Regions from separate parts of the Mus musculus genome. Here regions 2, 3, 4, 5, 6 and 7 are each linked to region 1. Evidence: chromatin contacts called from public Hi-C, HiChIP or PLAC-seq and promoter capture Hi-C data. All regions are on one chromosome and are shown on one strand. Each heading gives the region's core, a stretch centred on a gene start, on an enhancer-like site or on the middle of the called end of the contact. The rest is flanking DNA. Distances are from core to core; before and after follow the strand shown. Region 1 holds the start of Eefsec (eukaryotic elongation factor, selenocysteine-tRNA-specific). Region 2 holds the start of Prokr1 (prokineticin receptor 1). Region 3 holds the start of Efcc1 (EF hand and coiled-coil domain containing 1). Region 4 holds the start of Gp9 (glycoprotein 9 (platelet)). Region 5 holds the start of Rab43 (RAB43, member RAS oncogene family). Region 6 holds the start of Cnbp (cellular nucleic acid binding protein). Region 7 overlaps Copg1 (coatomer protein complex, subunit gamma 1).

The links. Promoter capture Hi-C pulls out the DNA fragments that hold promoters and counts their contacts. Hi-C and Micro-C count contacts between places; a contact is called where the count stands out from the background. HiChIP or PLAC-seq counts read pairs in DNA pulled down with a chosen protein or histone mark.
Region 2: a contact with region 1 is called in a promoter capture Hi-C map of liver, with 3 times the contacts expected there. The contact joins the promoter of Prokr1 here to the promoter of Eefsec in region 1.
Region 3: a promoter capture Hi-C map of liver shows a contact between it and region 1, with 2.0 times the contacts expected there. The contact joins the promoter of Efcc1 here to the promoter of Eefsec in region 1. A contact is called at or near these places in 2 of 39 promoter capture datasets (hippocampal neurons and liver).
Region 4: a promoter capture Hi-C map of neutrophils shows a contact between it and region 1, with 2.7 times the contacts expected there. The contact joins the promoter of Gp9 here to the promoter of Eefsec in region 1. A contact is called at or near these places in 8 of 39 promoter capture datasets (HPC-7-derived erythroid cells, hematopoietic stem and progenitor cells, hippocampal neurons and 4 more) and 1 of 9 other capture datasets (adipose tissue).
Region 5: a Hi-C map of Th1 cells shows a contact between it and region 1, with 5 times the contacts expected there. The contact joins the promoter of Rab43 here to the promoter of Eefsec in region 1. A contact is called at or near these places in 7 of 39 promoter capture datasets (the 3T3-L1 cell line, embryonic stem cells, hematopoietic stem and progenitor cells and 3 more), 1 of 484 Hi-C or Micro-C datasets (Th1 cells), 2 of 115 datasets of contacts at active chromatin or transcription factors (microglia and pancreatic cancer cells) and 2 of 9 other capture datasets (adipose tissue and pancreatic islet).
Region 6: a contact with region 1 is called in an H3K4me3 HiChIP or PLAC-seq map of bone marrow-derived macrophages, with 5 times the contacts expected there. The contact joins the promoter of Cnbp here to the promoter of Eefsec in region 1. A contact is called at or near these places in 9 of 39 promoter capture datasets (the 3T3-L1 cell line, the C10 cell line, HPC-7-derived erythroid cells and 5 more), 1 of 484 Hi-C or Micro-C datasets (rod photoreceptor), 5 of 115 datasets of contacts at active chromatin or transcription factors (bone marrow-derived macrophages, embryonic stem cells, memory CD8 T cells and 2 more) and 1 of 9 other capture datasets (pancreatic islet).
Region 7: a contact with region 1 is called in a promoter capture Hi-C map of hippocampal neurons, with 2.2 times the contacts expected there. The contact joins the enhancer-like site here to the promoter of Eefsec in region 1. A contact is called at or near these places in 3 of 39 promoter capture datasets (the 3T3-L1 cell line, embryonic stem cells and hippocampal neurons), 1 of 484 Hi-C or Micro-C datasets (the HPC-7 cell line) and 2 of 115 datasets of contacts at active chromatin or transcription factors (embryonic stem cells and large pre-B cells).

Annotation. Positions count from the first base shown.
Region 1 is chr6:88,445,076-88,448,160 of GRCm38.p6, forward strand. It overlaps Eefsec (eukaryotic elongation factor, selenocysteine-tRNA-specific), which reads right to left and starts at 1,464. Exons shown (of 7, transcript NM_023060.3): 1 at 1,131-1,464. The coding sequence starts at 1,404.
Region 2 is chr6:87,589,298-87,592,382 of GRCm38.p6, forward strand. It overlaps Prokr1 (prokineticin receptor 1), which reads right to left and starts at 1,446. Exons shown (of 3, transcript NM_021381.4): 1 at 1,304-1,446.
Region 3 is chr6:87,729,309-87,732,393 of GRCm38.p6, forward strand. Efcc1 (EF hand and coiled-coil domain containing 1) reads left to right here and starts at 1,561. Exons shown (of 8, transcript NM_001159697.1): 1 at 1,561-2,232. The coding sequence starts at 1,585.
Region 4 is chr6:87,776,510-87,779,594 of GRCm38.p6, forward strand. Gp9 (glycoprotein 9 (platelet)) reads left to right here and starts at 1,561. Exons shown (of 2, transcript NM_018762.2): 1 at 1,561-1,667; 2 at 2,484-3,085. The coding sequence starts at 2,496. The coding sequence ends at 3,029.
Region 5 is chr6:87,810,357-87,813,441 of GRCm38.p6, forward strand. It overlaps Rab43 (RAB43, member RAS oncogene family), which reads right to left and starts at 1,423. Exons shown (of 3, transcript NM_001039394.1): 1 at 991-1,423. The coding sequence starts at 1,188.
Region 6 is chr6:87,849,649-87,852,733 of GRCm38.p6, forward strand. Cnbp (cellular nucleic acid binding protein) reads right to left here and starts at 1,458. Exons shown (of 5, transcript NM_001347325.1): 1 at 1,256-1,458. Gm44064 (WAS/WASL-interacting protein family member 2) reads left to right here. Exons shown (of 2, transcript XM_030255689.1): 2 at 712-2,665. The coding sequence ends at 1,590.
Region 7 is chr6:87,896,691-87,899,775 of GRCm38.p6, forward strand. It overlaps Copg1 (coatomer protein complex, subunit gamma 1), which reads left to right. Exons shown (of 24, transcript NM_017477.2): 13 at 1,263-1,358. Among named protein-coding and RNA genes, the nearest start is that of Copg1, 10 kb to the left of the region's middle. Within about 2 kb of position 1,556, at least 11 of the 459 cell types and tissues checked have an H3K27ac peak or open chromatin away from gene starts, as enhancers often do. A contact at or near this core is called in hippocampal neurons, where this site is marked.

The DNA of each region.
Region 1 (3,085 bases), core at 214-2,713:
GGCTGCCTGCAGCACAGAGAAAGGGAGGCCACACAGCTGGAATGACCCACCTGCCCCATATACATGCTTCCAGGCTTACAGCACACTGCTGGAAAGAAACCCAGGGCAAGCGGAGAAGCAGGAAATGGGTCACTGGAGCTACAGCAGGTAGACTCAGCCACACCTCCTTTTGTGCTGGGTGCTTACAAACAGGTTATGGGGTTCTGTTCTTAGATTTAAGTGTAGTTAAATGGGTTTGCAAAAGGAATTTAAAAAGACATAGCAACAGTTTCCTGTAGACGAATGGGAGGGGTCACGCTGAGCAAGGAAGGGAGGTTACAAGACCTTTTATTTATAATGGCCTATTCCTAAGTGGCCTGTAATTAAAGACTAATTAAGTGGTACAGATCCTAGAAGCAGATTTTAGCAGTGCCCATCATGACTGAAAACACGCAGGCCCTTTGCCTTAGCTAGTTCACACATAACTTATCCTGTTACACTAGTGCACATCCCAAAACCTTCTGGGCTAGAGTTATTCACTGCATTATGAATAGCAGCCAACTCTGGGAAAGTCACGAGGGTCAGTCAAGAAAATGTTGGTATAAAAGTACAAAGGAACTTTATGTGTAGATATAGTCTCCAGACAGTGATGGTTTGTGTATAAAGGGGACTGGGGGATGAGATCCTGAGAGAGCCTAGAGCACTTGCCTCTTATCAAGGCACTAGGCTCTACCCACTACCCCAACCGACCACAAGTAGTACAACAGAAGGAAAAAAACAGGATCTTTCATTTCTGCACCTTGTCTGCGTTTCTGTGTATGTTTCCTGAAACCATCCATACACACAGGAAACTGAGAGCAGTGTTTGGGACAGAGAACCAGGAGACCAAAGGACAGGTACGTGGTGACTTTTTTTTTTTTTTTTTTTGAAACTTGTATACACCCTTTTTGCAGGGTTTGTTTCTTTGGATCATTTTTCTAGGAAAGCATCTCGGTGCACGGCAGTGAAGGTGAGAACTGTGTCCGCGTCTGCGGGCTGTGAGTTCGAGACCACAAGCCTTCCGGGCTGGTGGCCAGGCCTAGGCTGTCAGGCCGCCATCCATCCCGCGAGCTCGGACCCCGAGCCCGGCTCCCGCCCCGGCCCGCGCTCACCGCCAATGATGGTCCGGATGAGGGAGGCGTGCCCGGGGCAGTCGACCAGTGTGACCTGCAGCAGCGTGTCGCTAGAACCGGGTTCTGCCCCCGGCAGCGGCACGACAAAACAGGAGAAGCCCAGGTCGAGCGTTATGCCGCGCTCGCGGCTCTGCGGCTGCTTGTCGAAGGCAGCAGTGGAGGCCGTGGTGCTCAGCGCGCGCGCCAGCGCTGTTTTGCCACTGTCGATGTGACCCAGCACGCCCACATTCACATTTACCCGCCGGCCGGCCATCCCGCCGCTGCCTCTCACGCCGTCGCCTGAGCGCCAGCCCCGCGGTCCGCCTGCTAAGCCGCACCCCCCCGCAACCCGCGCTGAGCGCACCGGTTCCGGCACGGAAGCTTCCGCCCTCGGGCGCCCACAGCCCTATGGCAGAGCGCACACAGGGCGGGACAAGAGCCGGCCTGCTACCTGGGTTTGCTGTCATCCGGCTCCCCACGCCACAAAGTCTCGCCAGTCTGAGATTAGGGATTCCTCCTTCCATCCATTCATCCATCCATGCATCCATCCATCCATCTCACCATCTATCCATCCATTCTTCCTTCCCTCCCTCCTTTCATCATTCCACTCACCCAGTCCATCCACACATCCCTTCCTCTATCCCTCCATACACACTCATCCATCCGTCCATTCATTTCTGTCAGCCTTTATTTTTTTGTTTGTTTGTTTGTTTGTTTTTTGTTTTTTTCAAGACAGGGTTTCTCTGTATAGTCTTGGCTGTCCTGGAACTCACTTTGTAGACCAGGCTGGCCTTGAACTCAGAAATCCGCCTGTCTCTGCCTCCCAAGTGCGCCACCACCGCCCGGCTGTCAGCCTTTATTAAGTGCAGACTGTATACACTTTACTGGGATGTGGTGATCGACATTATTTGCTGTGAAAACAGGAGTAAGTAAAACCCAAGACCAGTTGCCAAGCCAGACTATCTGGAAAGGACAGAGATGGGAAGGCGGGGAGCCTAGTGAGGAAGATACCCTCAAGGACTGTCACTAGACGTCCAGTGCAGACTGAGAATTGACCATCAGAAACCTGGAAGCACTGTGAAAAGAGGAAGAGGTCCTCGTTGATTCAGGGGAGGGGAGGTGGGGGTGGGGACGGGACAAAAACCTCACTTTGAAGTCTAGGCTGCCATGAGGAGCTGCAACTTAACTGTTGTGTATGAACTTGAATGTGTCGTGAGTGCTATACCAACCAGCCTCTGTAACCCCCTTCAGGCATTGAAAGGTGCCTAGAACCATGAAAGAGGTCACAAGCCTAAGTGGTTGCTCTGGCAAAGGATAAAAGCCTAGGAAAAGAAGGGACTTGGGGCCTCACAGGGGAGGAATGGCACTGGAGAGCTGAATGGCACTGCTCTCATGTAAAGGGGGTGGGGCTTGCTGGCCCAACATTCCCAGCCTTCCTTTTTCTAGGGCAGGAGGGGTTGCGGTTTGCAAGTGAATTGGTTTACACGGGCTTGTGTGCTAAATGCTTGGGCCCCAGCTGGTGGTCTGTCTTATGAGATGAAGCTTAGCAGAAGGCAGTAGTCGCTTCCTGTCCACCATGAAATGAGTAGTTCAGTCAGGCTGCTCCGTTCTGCTGTCACCAGGACAATATACTGCTGTGCTGCCACAGGCTAGGGGGATCAAGCCCAAGAGACCATGCACTGAAATCTCTAAAACCATGAAGTCAAACTAAAGTCTCTTTCTCTCTTTGTCTGTGTAGCTGTTTCATCACAATGATGCAGCCTAACATAAAGCCTGACTTCAGAGTGCTGACAAATATTTTAGCCTTTGTTGATAAAAAATTCCCTCCTGAGGGGAGTAGCAAATGACATCTACCCACTCTTCCTAAGGTTCCAAGGACAAACCAAAAAGGCAGTACGACAACAATTCTTCTTAGGATTGAGTTTATCCGGCTTACTTATAAACATGGGTGAGAG
Region 2 (3,085 bases), core at 196-2,695, 860 kb before region 1:
AGAGGAGGCCTGTCCTAAACCCCAATCCCTGTGTGAACACCTGAACTTTGTCCTTGTGGACAGCCCCATTCTGAGGTAGCAATAGCTGCTTCCCACAGCTGGAAAGAAAGGACTCGTCTTGGGGCTCAGCATAGCACAACTGCAAATTCACAGAGCCCTGAACACAGAGAACCGAACCTGGAGCCTCCGTTTACAGAGCCCTCCTACTGGAAGGCTTCTGCAAGCTTCCTGTGTCCCTGTCAAAAACCTGCTGTGGCTCTACAAGCTTGGCACACTATGTGCCAAGGCTCGTCCTAGTCGAAGGTCACAGTCACAAGCTGTCACTTAACCCAGAGGGCTAGAAGGGAAACCTGAGAGCAAAACCCCTTGGTGAGAGGTGTGTCCTCAGGTTAACAGCTTAAACACGCACGGTTTTCAGTTTAAACACGCAGGGTTTTAACATCCTCCAGGCAGATCGATACTGTCTGTAAAGATCAGAGCTGTTGGAGAGGCAGTGAGTGCTATGCCCCAGAACCACCCAAGTCAGTGCTCAGGCCTCCAGGCCAGCTGCAAGGAAGGGAGGGAATCCTGGACTAAAGACCAGCATCCCGCAGGGCAGGGATGGGGAGAGAGGGTCTGTCAGTAGTGAATCTCCCTCCTGACTTTTCCTTACACCTCTCCCAAGGCATCAGGCCAGGGAACTGGATATGGGAGAAGATCGGGGTCTGGAGTACACCCTAAATGTCAGAAGGAAATAAAATTGCTCAATCTGAGATCCTGGGAAAGGGAGGAAGTAAGTTGTCCCCAAGATTTGCCCCAAAAGCCTGCTGCCCAGTGATAAGGGGGCAGGGCTGAAGTCCCTCCGCACCCCAGGAGGTTCGTCCCACCTGAGCCCTCTCACAGTTCTTTCGTAGGCTTTGCCCTTCTCTCCTGGTCAGCTCAGCCCCCCCCCCCCCCCCCAGCTCTGCTCCCATTAGATAAGAGGCAGAAGGCAGAGCTGAGAGGCCAGCAGACGCTGCCCGGAGCCCAGGCTCATCCCTTCTGAGGGGTACCTCTACAAGCATGCTGCCAGCTCGGCTCAAAGTTAGGATTTAAAGAAACGGTCCAGAATCGCCTAGGAGAGAGAGACGGTTGGAGGACTTGTCCCCTGGTCTTTCCTGGAATTGTTCTCGCCCTGGGGAGCAGCCCACTACCTTATGTCCTCTGCTGCTGGGGCTGCAGTCCCCAAGGACCCTCTTCATTCACCTAAGGCTGTGAGCGGGCAGTCTAGGCTCCGTCCACCCTCTACACGTGGTTCTCAGAGCGTCTCCGGGGCTGTCGGTACCTGCGAACCAGAGCGAGGATCTCAGACGCTCCTCCGGAGCTCTGCAGCAAGGGCTAGGAGCACCTCTGTCTTCTGAGGGTCTTTCCGTGCTCGAGTGGCAGCTGGCCTCCTACTACTTCGGCGGACGGACACACTGAGCAGAGGCTAAGGCCAGCCAGCCCCGCCCACAGCACGCTGTCTCCGCCCCGCCCCGATGTTCCCGCCCATATTCAGTGATCTCCCTCCTGCTGTCTCTCCACTTTCCTCTCCCTTCTGTTCCCATCTTTCACTCTCTATCCCTCACTCTGGGGACAGGTCCCTAAGTCGAGTGGAACTGAGGATGCTGAAGTGTCAGGATGCAGAATGTGTGGCTCCGTGTGTCGCCTGAGCACCAACTCTAAGGCGACCCTGCATGGTGTGACCAGGCTCTGCCTTTCTTGAGCCCCTGGCACCTCGAGTTCACTGGCCCATTGCCGCCCGAGTGGGCGGACTGGTCACGGGAGCTTGGCGCCTTCAAAGGACAGAGAATCCCTTCCCCTGCTGTTCTCCCTGGCTGGGAGCGCTCAGACCTCACCCCTGGGCTTATCTCTGCAGCCCTCAGCTGAGAGCATTGTCTGCTGCCTGGCCTCTGTGGTAAGCTCTTAGGGATTTCTGGAGAATGGATTCAGGAAGGAAGCCTCTATGCCATGTCTGCTCAGCAGCATGACCAGGTTTCCAAGTGTTAAATAGGAATCACCATGCAGCCAGCAATCCCATCTAAAATACACGACTGGAAAAAAAATTGAAAGCAGGAATTTAGGTATGTGTACACCGATCCCCACAGCAGCTCTAGTCACTGTCATCAAAGGGCAGAAGCAACACAATGTCAATCAACTGATACAAAGAAAACAAAGGAGTGTGTGCATATCTTCGCAGTTTACTAAGCCTTCAATGTGTGTGAACTGTAACAGGTATAACTCTCGTGTGCAGTGGCAGAGGTGTAAAATGGCGTGGCAGCTGTGGGAAATAGTACAATGCTTCCTCAAAAGAAAAAAAAAAAAAAAAAAAAAAGGCTTTCCCTACCACCCAGCATCTCCACTCCAGGTAATTCCTTAAAATCAAATAAATACAGGGTCTCAAAAAAATCAAATAAATACAGGGTCTCAAAAAAATCAAATAAATACAGGGCCTCAAAGAGATGTTTGCAAATTCTGTTACAGTGTGGGCAGCCCTGAAGCCACGTGTATTAATTATTTTCCTCATTGCTGTAACCAACACTGGACAAAACCGGCTTGTCAAAGTAAGGGTGAGGTTAAGAAAGGATGCAATCAAAACACAAGAAAATCAAGAAGAGGGAAGACCAATGAGTGGATACGTCATTCCTCCTTAGATTAGGGAACAAAATACCCATGAAAGGAGTTACATCGACAAAGTTTGGAGCTAAGACGAAAGGATGGACTATCCAGAGACTACCCCACCCGGGGATCCATCCCATAATCAGCCACCAAACCCAGACACTATTGCATATGCCAGAAAGATTTTGCTGAAGGGACCCTGTTATAGCTGTCTCGTATGAGGCTATGCCAGTGCCTGGCAAATACAGAAGTGGATGTTCACAGTCATCGATAAGATGGAACACAGGGCCCCCAATGGAGAAGCTAGAGAAAGCACCCAAGGAGCTGAAGGGGTCTGCAACCCTATAGGTGGAACAACAATATGAACTAACCAGTACTCCCAGAGCTTGTGTCTCTAGCTGCATATGTAGCAGAAGATGGCCTAGTTGGCCATCACTGGGAAGAGAGGCCCATTGGACTTGCAAACTTT
Region 3 (3,085 bases), core at 311-2,810, 720 kb before region 1:
GAAGAGCAGCCAGTGCTCTTAACCACTGAGCCATCTCTGCAGCCCCAGAAGGTCACCTTCTATTAGATTCCAGTCATATGAATATCTAGAATAAGCAGATTATGGATTCATAAAGTAGTCGCTTCCCTTAGCAGAAGGACAAGTTAGAGACTGAGCAGTATTGGGGTGCACATGGTGAGGGCAGGGTGGGGATGGAGGGAGTAGAAATATTGAAGTACTAGACTGTAGTTGTGGTCAGATAACTGTAACATACTAAAAACTGTTGATCTGTACATCTTACAGTGCAATCTCCCATTTCAGCAAAAGAGCCAGTGCACCGATAGCAAAGGGTTCACCATCACCAGAAACAGCAACCAGATGTTCTGTGGCTGCCATTCCTTATGTGCATCCTTGTAGAAAGCATCCAGTAATGTTCTGTGCAGTGTTGTTATTATCACATACCATTCATTAGTCATAACAGTCACAATAACTGCTGTAGCGTGTTTCCTCGTTTATCCCTGTTCCACGATTTGTCCTGCCTGGGCCCCTGCTGAATATCAGCTTCTAGCCATTATAATCAATAATGTGGTCAATGAACATGCTGTGCATGTGGTTTTCCAAGGTAGAAGCCAAGGTATGGTATTGTACATTATTCCGTTAAATTGCCATTGGTTTTATAATTAACATATATATGTACACATGTATATCCAAAATGCTTGGGATGTCTGATTCCTTCCCGAAGTGTGTGGAACAAAGGACAAAGTGCTGGTCGGGGGTGCTATAATGGAGGAAACAAAATGATAATGCTTTTCAACTGGGATTTGTACACAAAACAAGATCTGCTTATCTAATAGTCAAGGGCCGCTGAGTTTGCTCTTCGCTCCAATATGGCTGGGTAAGGTTCCCATGGCAAGCGCCAGACGGAGTCAATACTACATTTCTGTGAAAGAGAGAAGAAAAGCCAGTTAGCTCTCAAGAGCAAGCAGGTCTGCCCAGCATCTTCCAGAATCAAGTTCTAGGGCACCAAAGAAAATAGTGGCCAAACAACTGTTTACCTCATCCCAGCCAGCGGAAGGAGCTCAGGCCAAGCAACCACCTGGAGCCCAAAGGTGGCCGCGGTAGACAACCACTTTCCTCTCACCAAAACTCTAACTTCATCCACGTCCAAGTTTGTTTCCTCCTCGGTTCTAGTTACGAGGAGGGAGGGAGAGCTTAGGAAGCAGTCTGGAGAAGAGGCAGAGAACGGCCGGCCGAGGGCTGGGAATTGCAGAACACAACAGCAGGCGCAGGCGCTCCAGCCTCTGGTGACAATAGCGGAAAGGCCTGGAGAGGGCAAAAGAACTGAGTCAGGAACTGGTTACAGTGATGGGGATGGGGATAGGGATGGGGAGCGATGGGGAGTGCAGGTCAAGGCCATTACTAGAGCGCGTAGCTCCAGCGCCTCCCATCGGGACAAACACAGACGTCCTGCACAGTCCACGCAGCTGCCTGGATACGGTCCCGTGCCTCTCTGGCCTGACCGTGGCCGCCCAGCCCCTCCCTCCGCGGACGCGGGCGGCTGTCTGAAGGCGCCGATCTGCCGAGAGAAACCGCCAGGGTTTGGGCATGGAGAGCTCGGCGGGTGACCCATACCGGCGACCTGCGCGGCGCACTCAGTGGCTGCTGAGTGCCTTGGCTCACCACTACGGGCTGGACCGCGGCGTGGAGAATGAGATCGTGGTGCTGGCTACCGGTCTGGATCAGTATCTGCAGGAGGTTTTCCACCACTTGGACTGCCGGGGAGCGGGCCGCCTACCGCGCGCCGACTTCCGTGCGCTCTGCGCGGTACTGGGGCTGAACGCTGACGGGGAGACGGCCACGGAGGACGCAAACTCCGCGGAGGCGGCCTCCACGAACCCGGCTGCTGGGATGATCGCTGGCGGGGACGCGGACGTCAGGGAAGAGGCGCGCCTGGCTCTGCGAGCCGACCCTCCAGAGCTCACCTTCCGCCAGTTCCACGCGCGCCTCTGCGGCTATTTCAGTAGCCGAGCGGGGCCCCGGCTGCCCCGCGGAGCTCTTAGCGAGCACATCGAGACACAGATCCGCCTCCGCCGCCCGCGCCGCCGCCGCCGGCCTGGCTCACCGAGCCTGCACGGTGGCGCCTATGGCGAGCGGGTGGCACATCTAGAGGAGGAAAACAGTAGCCTACGCGAGCTGGTGGAGGACCTACGGGCTGCGCTGCAGAGCAGTGACGCGCGTTGCCTGGCCCTTCAGGTGCGAGGGATGCCTCGGGTGGAGACAGAGACGCCCCACCGCGGCCCAGCCCCTCCTCAGCTGGTTCTCTCCGTTCCCCATTCCACCCCCTTCATTCCAACTTCCACCCCAATGTATCATTCCTTAAGATCCCAACTTCCTACCCAAGTCCCTTCTAATCCTAGAAGGAACCTGTTTAAGTAGCCAAGTAGTGATGGGTCAGCACACATCCTTCTTCGGGAGGTTTAAGGAAAACAAAGGACTGACTGCCCTTCCCCAAGTCAGCGAAACTTGTTGAATCCCTCACAGCCAGGCCTCTAGCCCAGGTGAGAAAGACAATGATGGCCAGCAATGAGGGCCAGGCTCACTCTGAGCTATTGAGGTGGAGCCATTGAGTGAGCTGGTCTCTGGGATCAGTCAACGAACACTTGAGCCCTCGGTGTTCAGTGTAGCTCAGGTGACCAGCTAAGGGAGAAAAGGGGCCCTTATAGGCGTATAGGAAGAGGACCTGCGTTACATTGGTGTCTCCTGTCTCCTAGTTGCTGCAGAGTACAACTAGGTGTCAAAGTGGCCTTCGTGGTTCATATGTCTGCCAGGAGAGTGTAAGATGGGGCAGAAGGAACCCTGGGAGTGCGTAGAGTAGTGTGTGTGTGTGTGTGTGTGTGTGTGCGCGCGCGTGTGTGTGTGTGTTGCCTGAGACTAGGTCTCTCATTTAAAAGGGTCTCTCCGTCTTTCACGCTCAAGTGCCTACTGGGCACATTGTCCCAGCTTCCTTTATGCTTTGGAACACTGCAGAAAACAAAACAGATCAACCCCGTTTCCAAGGACAGTCCAGAGCACAGATCTCAGAAAGGGCGGAAATTTCAGTCTGCTC
Region 4 (3,085 bases), core at 311-2,810, 670 kb before region 1:
CAGGAGCACAGCCTGGGCGCTGTAGACCCCCATTCACCCAGGGACTCTGGCCCCACCTTGAGGAAAAACCAGCTACCCTGAAGATGGGCAGATCCGTGAAGATTCCTGATGCCCAAGGCTCTACCATAAAGGGAAGAAACACTCACAGAGGCTGAGGCCAATCAGGGGCAGAGTCCTCACAAGAGTATGAAGGTAGGTTCCAGGCAGGTAGGACTCAGGGGCCAGAGGGGACCCAGCCAGCCCTGGGGAACCAGAGCTCACCCAGTGAGAGTTCTGTATATATGCAGCCCCTATTCTGAGAGCAGAAGTGGACAGATGCTGCAAAGAGAGCATGGGGCTTCAATAGGTCCTGCCACCAGCCTGGTCCAAAGGCCTGTCTGTCTACAGGGGAGGGCAGCAGCTGGCCTGCGAAAGTGGGAGAGGACTGTGTAAGAGAAGGAGGAGGTGCTGTCCACCTCTGCCCTGACCTGGGCCCATATGACTTCTCCATGAAGAGTGCACAGGGATCCAGCAGCAGACCATGTTGGTGGCCTCTGTCCTACTGACACAATATCAGCCTCTGTCCCTGTGCCTTAGATGGTGGCACTGCTGCTCCCTGCCTCAGTTTCCCTCTCCAACTCTACACCCGCCTGAATCTCTCCAGATCAAGGAGCCAGGATACTTTTATTGTGTCTGTTGATCTTGGCCAACACCAGCCGTGACCACAGGGTTGATCAGGGGTCTCTCACTCTCCCCAGTGGTCCATCTTTCCTCCCACAGTCCCAGGAGCCCCAGCTCCTGGACATGTTACTTCAGCCCAGGCTTCACCAGTGGCCCCCGTTCTGTGCCCATGAACTCTGTCATCTGCTAAAAATCCATTGATTTGGTTAATATTCACAACTGTGGGGGTTTTATGATTTGTTTAAAAAAATGCAGATTTGAATTTTAATTGCATAATGATTCTATTTCACCATTAGGTCCGATTTTGATTAATAGCTTGTAATACCAAAACCATTCATTAAACTGAAATGGGAGTGAAAACAGACATCATGCTCAAGTGGAAGAGGCTATAAAAGTAACATGAGATAAATTAGTCTCCTGTCTCCGAGAGGCTCAGCCCTGCAAACCTGCAACTCCGTGAGAAACAGGAAAGAGAGGGGCCCAACAGGTGCAAAAGGCACCATGGAGAGAAAGGAGCCTCCCTCAGCATCTTTAGAGAGAGGGAGGACTATAAATAGACATTCACACCACACCTGGGGAGGTAAAAGCATCAGGACCATCGCCTGAATCTACAAAGGAAAACTCACAGCCAGCCATCACTCTCCTCCTCCTCCTCCTCCGGGAAGTCCTCCCCAACTACTAGCACCAGGCAAGGGACACCTTGATTGGCCCACAGACCCATCACACAAGACCACAGGCTGCTTGAGGTACAGAGGTACCCCTCCCTTAAGGTGGGGTTGGTCTACAGTTCTATGTCCAAGGCCCTAGGACTCTGGGTGCCTCCTGGCCCTGACAGGCCCTCGGGGCTGTCTTTAGGGGATAAGCCAGGCTATTTTCACCATTTCCTTCCTCCTGTCAGGCAGCAGCCACACTGCCAGCTCACACAGCTCACACACACCACCACCACCGCAGCCTTGAACAGGATGGTACCAGCCCACAAAAGGTGTGCCCCAGCCAAGGCCTCACAGGTAAGCAGTCTCCTTATTTTCAGCATGACCTCCTGCCTGGTGTCCACTCCAGCTGAGCTGGCAGAAAGAGAGGGGACACGTCTGTCTCTCCCTGGACGATCTCTGCTAAAAGACAGAAAGTGGGGGATCATTTGCTCTAAGTTGTTAACCAGCAACTTGGCTGAATGAAGATTCAGAAGTCATTCAGTGAACACCCCCAGAAGCCTGCTCTGAGGTGGGTCCTGGTAGGAGAGCAGACAAAGGAAACGGCCCTTAGCCCTAAGCCAGGAGAAAGGGCTGCAAGCCAGGCAGACCCACATGGCCATGAGACACTTTCCTGACTCTGGACTTTGCCATGGACTTCTGGGTGAGCCTAGGCAAGTATTTTCCCTCTCTAAGCTTCCCATTCCCAGTTCTGGGCCTTAGCCTAGACAAGTGGCTTTCAAGACAGGTCTATGAGTTCCCCATCAGTGCTGCTGCCCTGCGAGCCCTAAAGGTTTTTTTGAATCAGGCATCATGGGAGAGTGGACACGGTGCTGAACGCATTCCCTGGCCTGACTCCCAGCCCAGGCAAAGGACTGGGTACAGCCCAGAAAGACATTTCCTGTTCTCTGTGGCCAGGGACGAAGACTGGAGTCCCTTAGCAGTCCCCTGTTTCCCTATCTGAGCAGAGGCTTGGATCTCTGCCAGAGACCAAGAAGGCCCTGCTCCTCTCTACCACTCTTCCTGGGCTGTACCCAACACGCTGCTGAGGCCTGGAGAAAAAGTGTAGACCCTGTCCAGCATAGGTATCCTGGCACAGGCTGACAAGCGTTAATCTCATTGCTCTGCCCACAGCCTGCCTCCTGGATGACTACCTGGGGCCTCCTGTTTCTGCTCTGGCCTGCGACCACAGATACTCAGGCTTGCCCCAGGCCCTGTACCTGCCAGTCCTTGGAAACCATGGGGTTAAAGGTGAACTGTGAGGGGCAAGGCCTCACAGCCCTGCCCGTGATACCAGCGCACACTCGCCAGCTCCTGCTGGCCAACAATAGCCTGCGTTCAGTGCCACCAGGTGCCTTCGACCACTTGCCTCAGCTGTGGGACCTGGATGTGACACACAACCCCTGGCACTGTGACTGCAGCCTCACCTACCTGCGCCTCTGGCTGGAGGACCACATGCCCGAGGCCCTAATGCATGTGTACTGTGCCAGCCCTGACTTGGCCACCAGGCGCCCGCTGGGCCAGCTGACAGGTTATGAGCTGGGCAGCTGTGGCTGGAAGCTGCCACCATCCTGGGCCTATCCAGGGGTGTGGTGGGATGTGTCACTAGTGGCTGTGGCTGTGCTGGGCCTGATTCTGCTGGCTGGTCTATTGAACACATTTACAGAGTCCAGGAACTGAGCCTAGCCCATAAAACCAGGGAGAGCCCAGGTCCCCAGAAGCATCAGCCCCAGTCA
Region 5 (3,085 bases), core at 173-2,672, 630 kb before region 1:
TATTCCAGCCAAGGGCAACAGAGAACAGGCCTACAGCCACCCAAATGAGCAGCGAGCCACACCAGCAACAGGGTCAAAAGACTCCCATCCTCGGGCTTCACGTCTGAAAACACAAGACTGCCCCCACCCAGTTCTCTTTAAAGCTGTCTTGAAGATCCTTGTGAACCAGAAACCGTGAAAAACGGCAAAGGATTTCTGCAGGGTGGAAATCAGGAAAGTTACTAAGAGCCTCTGTGCACAAGAACAGCGCTGTGTCCTGTCCAGGATGCTACCTTTTTTTTTTTTTTAGGGAGGACAGACACCTAGGTTAAGAAACTTGATTTCATTCATCACAAATATTATTTATCAAATCATTGCCAGGACATTGTGACAACCACATCCTGCTGTTTCTGCTGGGGTCATTGCCAAAGTTTGCTTCTCTCCCCCACCTTCCGGTATCTGTGATGAAGTTTTCGGTTTCTATCAACCCTTAGTCGGGGAGGCCCCCCACCCCCACCCCAACTCCGCGCTGGCCCTGGTGGAGTGGAGTTCCACCACCGGGTCCATAAAAGAGACCGCGGGGAGGCGTGGCCAGGGAGGAAATTCTGACAAAAACTTTTGGACCTCCGGTCCTAGCAGCCACTACTTCCTGGTCCCTCCCGGTCACGGGGATGTCGTTATTTGGCTGAGTGCTCCCCAGAGGGCCGCGCAGGGAAGGGTCTGTCCCGGCATGCGTGGCGCTCACGGAACGGCCCGCAGGTTGCCTTCCACCGCAAGTTGTTTCGAAGGAGTCCCCAGGCTGAGAGACGGGGGGGCGGGAGTGGGGTGCAGGCTTCCTCCTCCACGCTCTGGCCGCCCACTGTCACCACTCCCAGAGCCCAAGGTGGTGCTTTCGGACCTGAACCCAGCACGGACATCAAGGCCCAAGCCCGTTCTGAAAGAAGGGGAAGCCGAAGGACTGGCCGCGAACCGCCCGCCGGGAGCAAAGCAGCGGGCCGCGCCGCCTCCCACCTTGACCCGCTTGCCCTGGATCTCCAGCGTCTTCATGGTGAAGTCGACACCGATGGTGCTGCCCTGACGCGCCGAGAAGGCGCCGGTCTTGAAGCGCTGCACCACGCACGTCTTGCCCACGCTCGCGTCGCCCACTAACACCAGCTTGAACAGGAAATCGTAGTGTTCGTCCTGATCTCCCGGGCCAGGGCCCGCCATGGCTCCGCGGGAGTCCTGGGACGCAAGGGCCCGGCTTGGGCTAAGGACAGCCGCGGGCCGAGGTCCGTGTGCCCTAGCCGGCCCGCCGCCGGGCTACGTGGAGCGGCGGCGGCACCTGAACGAGCTGCACGGCGGACCGATCGACCGTCCCGCTCCGCCCCGCCCCGCTCCGCTCCGGAGCCCCGAGGACTCGGCTCCGCCCGGGAGCGCACCGCCCGGCCCTCCGCAGCTCTCTGCCAGCCGTCGGTGCCGTGCCGGCCCACGGCTACCTCAGGCCCGCTCGTGCGCCGCCTTCAGGGCGGGGCGAGCCTCCCTGATCCCCAGCACCGCCCATCTCCCGCCACTCCGCCTCTGGGTCCCGCCCCCAGGACCGCCCAGTCTCCCCCTCCCATAACCAACACCTCCTAGCCTGTCAGTACAGTCCCGACCCCCCAGCACTCCCTCTAAGCTTCTCACCTCCCCGATCCTTCTCCGAGCACCGCCCGCACCCCACCACGGCCAAAGCCTCCGACCCTTCTCTCAACACCACCCCAATCCCGCCCTCAGCACCGTTCTTTCTCACTTCTCAGCACTTCACTAACCCGGACTTAAGCCCGGTGCGGATTCGCTGTCAACAACGCCTTGATCCTCTATTTGGTCCTGACCCCGCCCTTAACATCTCTTACCCCGCCCTAATCCTCCGGAGCCTCTTGGCTTGGACCTCGCCTTAGGCACTGCATCCAAGACGGAAATCCACCCGCACCTTTTCGTAGCCCTGGAGCTAACTCCTCCCTAACGCCTCTCAACTCAGCTCTCCGCGCCTCTTCAACTCCGCTTCGGTCCGCTGCGCCCCCATAGCAGGCTTTGGCCCCTATTAGGTCAACAACTCGTTATAATCGCCAGTTCATCATTCCCTAACCTCATGCCCTTCTCAGCCGGGCCCCACGTCCACCCCTCACTGACATGCCTCCGTCCCTCGCCTGGCCTGCACCCAGTGGGGAACAGGCAAGAGTCGTTTCGGGGCAGGGGACAGCTATGGCTGACAATGAAGGGCTGATGAGGCAGAACACAACTCAATGTTCCCTCTTCGGAGAATGGAAAGTTCTGGTGACACACAGTAAAGGCAGCTTCCCTTAGGTGAAAAAGGAAGACAGAGGAAATGAAAATCCTTGAGGGCAGAATGGCCTAGAGTTCCATTTGGAAGAATTGATAGAGCAGACAGGAGTCCAGTCAAACCTGGGGTGGCTGGGAACAGGAGTCCTGGTCCCAGCCAAACACCTCCTGCACAAGGGAAACCTGTGAGTCAGCCAGCTCAGAAGTTTGGCCTGAGAAACCTGAAGTCACAGAAATGGGACCCAGATGTCTGTAAACAGTTTGAACTAGATCAAATAGGCCCCATCCCTAAAAATGAGAGAAAGCTGAGAATACTCTAGCTTCTTTGGACAGCCCCCTTAGGCCCTGCATGGCTATTTGATTCGATAGTTTTTTAATAATGGCTGTTGCAAGCCAAACATTGTTCTAGGGCCTTGAGATCCATCCATGAACGAAAGGCAAAATCCAAGACAAAATCCAAAACTTCCCCAGTAAGGAAGGGAAGAGGAAACTTAAGGAAAGCAGAGAAAGCAAGCCCCCAGGCACCATCTCCACAGGCCCTGTGAGCAGCCTCACTGGCCAAGTAGATGAAAGGCAAAGGCTGAACCTTGGAGAAAACAGAAGAGTTTGTTCTGAAACAGTTGGAACTCCATGGCTGTGAGAAATGCCCAGCAGTTGCAGCCAGGACCCCCTAAAGTGCTGTGCAAAGGAATTCCAAGAGCCATGCTTTGCACACTCATGGTAGTGGAGAACTGCAGCCTCAAGAAACTGCCTCCATCCCAAGACGTGCACTGAACCATAGTGGTTTCCTTCCTGAAGTTGGCTG
Region 6 (3,085 bases), core at 208-2,707, 600 kb before region 1:
TGGCTAACAAATTTGCAAATTTAAAATTAATCCATTGTCATAAGTCTCTCCAGAATTGGGTCAAGCAACAGGAAATGGTAATTTTTATCACATAAAACTACATCTGGGGGTAAATTGGGGATATAACTTAATTCCCTTTTACTTTAATGCAGTCAGATTGAGTGTCGTGGTTTCTTGTCTATTTTGTGTCTTCAAGAATATTGCAAAAACCTAACCAGCCGATTGCTGTGCAATGTCTCCTTTTCCAAGACCCCCACCCCCACCCCAGATGTAGTCACTTCCTCTGAAAGTGCCTGGTGGCCGAGGCCATGTGCTTGACATGTGGCAACAGGCAAAAGGCTTCACCTATAAAATCAACACCTAAACCCAAGTGAGAACGATTAAACCGTCCTAAAACAGGTTTTCACGGTAATGAAAAATCTAGATTGATCTTTGCCAACTCTACTTCCGAGGCTTTCTTGTAATTTATATCCATTTAATCCGAGAAATATTGGCAAGGACTTCTGCCACCCTGATGGCCTTAAAGGCCTGACAACCTACGGGTCCTATCCACCCGGTTCCCGCTCCATTAAAAAAAAAAAGGGGGGGGGGGGGTGAGGGACCTAAGACTTGACTCTCATCGATCCAGGGAAAGGTGGTTTCTTTTGACTAACGATGTCGAATAAGCTGCTTAAGAATACGAACTACAAGAAATCAGGAGTTTGAATAAAGGTCGCCAGTACAGAGAACCGAATCCAGACTCCCAAGCCTTACAGCGGCGTGCGCGGGCTTCGTCACAGGCCAGGTCCTGAGGCCCCGCAGCCGCTGGCACATGGCCCGCCAGGCCTCCACCGGGCGCTCGGCCTGGGGACCTCCACCTCGACCAGGCTCTCGCCCCCGCCACACCGCCCCGTTCCAGGAGTTCCCGCCACACTGGCCCTCGGCGCTAGGCCCGCGCGCGACTCTCCTCGCCTCGGCCCCAAGGGCGCCGGGCCTCGTCGCCACACGGATGAGGCCTGCGTGGCCCTCGGGGCCAAGAGAGGGCCCCACGCTCCAGCCCTAGTGCCAGCGCCGCAGGACGGACAGGACGCCCGCCACAGTACGGCGGGCCAGAAACTGGAGCCGAGACGCCGCTCGGGCCGAGCCCCGCGCCTGACGCAGCAGGGCGCAGGCCGAGGTGCGGCCGCCATCGCGCCTCGCAGTTCCGGCCCTCCGTCCGTCTCGGCCGCACCAACCCCGCCACCTCCGTTGCGCAGGCTACACCCTCGCCTCTCACCTTCGGCGTCTGAGCTGCCCACAGCGGAGGAGACTCGGACGAAGAACCAAGAAGGCGACTCGCAAAGCAGCGGCTGTTTATTTTCAGGGTCCTTGCCTGCGCCACACGCGGGTCTGCACACGGCCCCACACACGCCGCTGCGCACGGCTCTCCTCCGCCTCGCCCACGGATCCAATCAGCGCAGGAAGCCAGGCCAGCCAATCAGAATCGCCCGCTGGGAGCGCGGCCTCGCGCGAGGGCGGCAGGGGCGGGGCGGACTGCTCCACGCCCAGCCTCTTCCGGCCCGCAGCGCTCGCGGCCTTCCCGCCCGTACCTGGGTTCCGTGTCTACGATGAGTGGTTCGCTGCTTTCCTACTAGCAGTTCGTCCCTCGAACCTTTGCTGGTTCTCTCCAGCCTACGGGGCTGATCCGGGCAGTGGTCGCAGCTTGCGGGAGCCAATCTCCCCCTGCCCGGCCTCCCCTAAGCCTGGTGGGGCTCAGAAGCAGACCAGGTTCCAATACACACACACTTAGGTTTGGGGGAAGGTCTTAGTGGCCTGATCATAGAAGCGGCTGTGGCTACCGTTACGGTCCATGAGATGCGTTTGGGTTTTGTGTTTCCTGGGTATAAACCGACAGCGCGCTGCTAGTGCCCCTGGCTTGCAATAGCCCCAAATGAAAATGCCTAATGAGGTTGAAGATGGTGACAGGTGATTTGTGTCACAACACTTCTTGTGACCCATAATGAATGACATCCCTAGGATTTGTGGATGAGAGGAGGCCAAGAAAGTTATTGCCTGGGCTGCCCCATTCAGGAGTGACCGTCGTTTGCATTTCATGGTGTCTCCAAAATAGATTGTGTGTGTAGTCATAGGTCCTCAAAGCAGAAGATAAATTTTTCCTGTAAGTCCTGGGTTTGATTCCCTAGCGTTACCACACACCCTGAAGACAATTTCTATATAAACTAAAGCATTCTAGAACTCTGTCCCGTTTTAATGATTTTTTTAATACAAACATGAAGAATCTGGAAATCTCAAGTCTCTTGAGTTCTAAAAAGTACTAAAATTTGTCTAGATTTTAGTTTCCGCTAGCGACTTACTCTTTAAACTTACACATGGGCCTGCAGAAATGACTTAGAAGTTGAGAGCAGCCAGGCGTGGTGGTGCATACCTTTAGTCGCTTGCACTTGAGAAGTAGAGGCAGTAGGATCTCTTGTCAGTCCAAGTTCATCTAATCTACATAACAAGTCCCAGGTCAGCCATAGCTACATAGTAAGACCTTTGGGCTGTAGATATGGTTTAGAAGAGCATTTGTCTCGCACAAGACTCTAGATTCCATTTCAACAGAAGAACAAAATGTTCAACCATAGTCAGACCCAGTCTCAAAATAAGCAAAAAAAAACAAAAACAAAAAACAAAAAAAAAAAAAAAACACCAGCAACAACACATGCTGCTATTGAAGAGAACCAGAATTCAGTTCCCAACACCTATATCCTACTAACAACTACATATAACTCCAGGTCCAGAGGATCTAATGTCCTCTAACTTAGGAGGTGCACATAAATATACCCAGCCACATACACATAAATCTTTGTTGTTGTTCTCGTTGTTTGAGGCAGGGTCTCTACATGGCCCTGGCCATCCTGCAACTCACTACTCATAGACCATGCTGATCTTGAACTCACAGAGCGTTGCAGATAAAGCAACTGCAGACAAGCAGCATCTTCATAAATTCTAGCAGTGAGTATGTATAAGGCAAAGCTATATATGAAGCCCCTACTGCTTCAAAACACGAGAACCCTAAACTGCTTTTTGCTTTTAAGACAGGATCTCACTATGTAGTCTTGCCTGG
Region 7 (3,085 bases), core at 306-2,805, 550 kb before region 1:
TTCATTGTCCTTTCTGTTGTCATTTCGGTTTTTCTAAACAGGCTGACTTAGAACTCAGTAGAATACAGACTAGTGTCAAGCTTGGAGCAATCCTCCTACCGTCTCCCAAATGCCAATAGTAGAGATGTATGCCACTGTATCTGGCTTCTCTTACTCTTTCTTTTTTTTTTTAAAAGACAGTGTTACTCTTTGTAGCCCTGACTGTCCTGCCACTCACTCTATTGACCAGGCTGGCCTCGAACCCACAGAGATTTGCATGTCTTCCTCCTGAATGCTGGGATTAAAGGCGTGTACCACCACCACCCAACATATTTTTTAAACTTTTACTTTAGAATAATTCACAGGAGGTTGCAAATAAATAACTAAGAGGGGAGCCCTGGGCATTTCTTTCCGCTCCAGTGCCCATATCCAGCACAGTTGTAGTTGATGAGGAAACCAGCCGTTGTACGATCTAGAGAGCTTACTTCGATTTCGTTGGTTACGAGATGCATGTGTGATACCTTTCAAAATTGCTGCCACAGTCAGACTTAGCATCACTAGACAGCACTCAAGCTCTCCATTCCTAGCCCTGCACCCCCGATTCTTGACAGTCGCTAATATATTCTTATTTTGCATAGTTAGATTATTTCATTGTTATATAAGTGGAGTCATGAAATCTGCAGAGTTTCTGTCAGCAGATAATAGTAGGAGCAGTTTTTAATTCAGCAGGATAAATTCTAGAGTGTGGGTTGTACAAACTGGGCAGAAATCTACTCTGCCTGTGGGTTATATGAAGGCGATGTGGTGAGATTTGCAGATGAGAATAACCTAGCCCTCCTGACAGTGGAGGATGAGTTTGAGGAGACTTGGATCTCAGAAGATGAACTGGCTTAGGAGCCTGCAAGAGCGGTGATGTGAGAGCCATAGAAGGACTTGAATCAGTTAAAGACAAGGGAGGGGAGAGCAGAGGGAAGAAGTAGGAATGCCAAAGAGACTTCAGGAAAAGAGAGGAGAATGGAATGTCAGGTGAAAACAGAAAAGGCAGGGAAGAAGCCGGCCAGGCAGGGCTTGGAGACCGAGACACACTTGGTCTGCCAAGACTGCCATATTTCCCCTGCCTTAGGTGGGTTCAGGACTTATGCCCCAGCATGGAGAAGTGTTCCTCCTGGTTTCATCTTATGTTGAGCCCAGGGCATGTCTTCCCCTGGAGGGACTCTGTGGCATTTAGTGAGCAAGTCCCCAGGACTGTCAGGGACTGCCACTCATTCAGGTCTCTCTCCCAGGTGGTGGTTGTCCAGGCCATCAGTGCCCTGTGCCAGAAGTATCCTCGAAAGCATGCTGTGCTCATGAACTTCCTGTTCACCATGCTAAGGGAAGAGGTAAGGGCGGGGCCGCTGGGGTCCTTCACATTCTGTTGGTGCAGAGAATGGCCTGACTGCCAAACTTGTCTCTTGGTGTTACGCTCAGAACACTGTTAAACGGCTTGTTTCCGCGCCTGCGGCGCTTTAGACTCCGTGCACAGATGAAGCAAGAGCAGCAGCTGTCATAATTACAGTAGTGATATGTGACTCACCAGCATGGCAGCAGGTCCAGCAGGTGCCCCAAGGCAGTGCTTATACAGAAGGGCGGGGCATGGGTTCTGTTATGAAGTCTGGTGGTGCAGGATGCTGCATGTCAGTCAGGAGCTCTTGGAAAACTGGGGCTGAAAAACACAACATGGGTGCCAGGATTTTGTTGGGTGTTGTTTGTTTGTTTTAGTTTTGTGACAGGGTCGCTGCATAGATCTGGCTATCCTAGAACTTACTATATAGACCAGGCTAGCCTTGAACTGACAGAGATCCACTTGTCTCTGCCTCCAGAATGCATATCTGTAAGAAATGAACTTCCACTGGGCATAGTGGTGCCCACCTTGAATCCCAGCAGTCTGGAGGTTTCCTAAACAAACCTAATGACTTGATTTTAATCCCTGGATTCCATGGTGGAAGAAGAGAAACAACTTCTAAAAGTTAACCTCCTGTCCATGTTTGTGACATGAGATATATAGCCCTGTATTCACATACATTTTTAAAACATACACACAAAATGATAAGTGTGTGTGCATGTGTGTGCGTGTTAGTGATTTGGGGGGGGGTTGGAGAAAGTTTAGGAGTGCATACTGTTCTTGCAGAGAATCAAACTTTGGACTCATGATTAGCAGTTGATAACTGCCTATAACTCCAGCTGCAGGGGATTCAACACCATATCCTAGCCTCTCTGAGTACCTGTACTTATGTGTACTTATGTGCACATATCCTCACATAGACATACACACACACACACAACACACATTTTAAAAAAGAACAAAAGAAAAAAGGATTCTGGGAACTGAAGGTGTAGTTGAACTGGTAGGATGCTTGCCTAGCATGCTCGAAGCCCTGATTTGGCCCCAGCACTGTATAAACTGGGCAGGTGATACATACTGCACTTCCCATGCCTGTATTGCACATCCTAACAATTGGAAAGCAGAAACAAGGTTCAGAGCTCAAGGCCATCCTTGGCTACATAGTGATTTTAAGGTTAGCCTGGGATACACTAGACCCATCTAAAGAACTGGAACATGAGGCTTAGTGTGACTTGAGTGGAATGACCTGCCTCTCAGGTAAGTCTGAAGAACAAGCAGAACACTTTGTGGTATCTGAGCTCAGGTGCCTCTGGCCCTTAAAGCACAGGTTTCTCTCACTGAAAAAGCCCAAGCTTTGTCTCCTCAGCTTTCTGGCTCCCTCCCGGAAAGTTACATGCTTTCTGTAGCAGTGAAGGTTATGAATGGCCCTCACTGAGGGGCTGGAACACTCAGACCTGAGAACTTGCCTTGCCTCTGCTGACATCTGTCGTGCAGCCAGGACGTGGCTGCCTGCAGCAGTGAGACTGAAGCAGCGTTTCGGGGGTTTATAGCCTAGTACCTCACTCACTGTGGTCGCATGCTGAGCACACAGCACCTTGTTTTCCTTTTCCCCTTGAGATTTGTTCTTCCTATGTTGTCCTGGCTGGCTGTGAATTTAGGATTGTCCTGCCTCAGTATCTTGAGTGCTGGAATTACAGGCATGGGCCATGCCTGGCTCAGATCTCA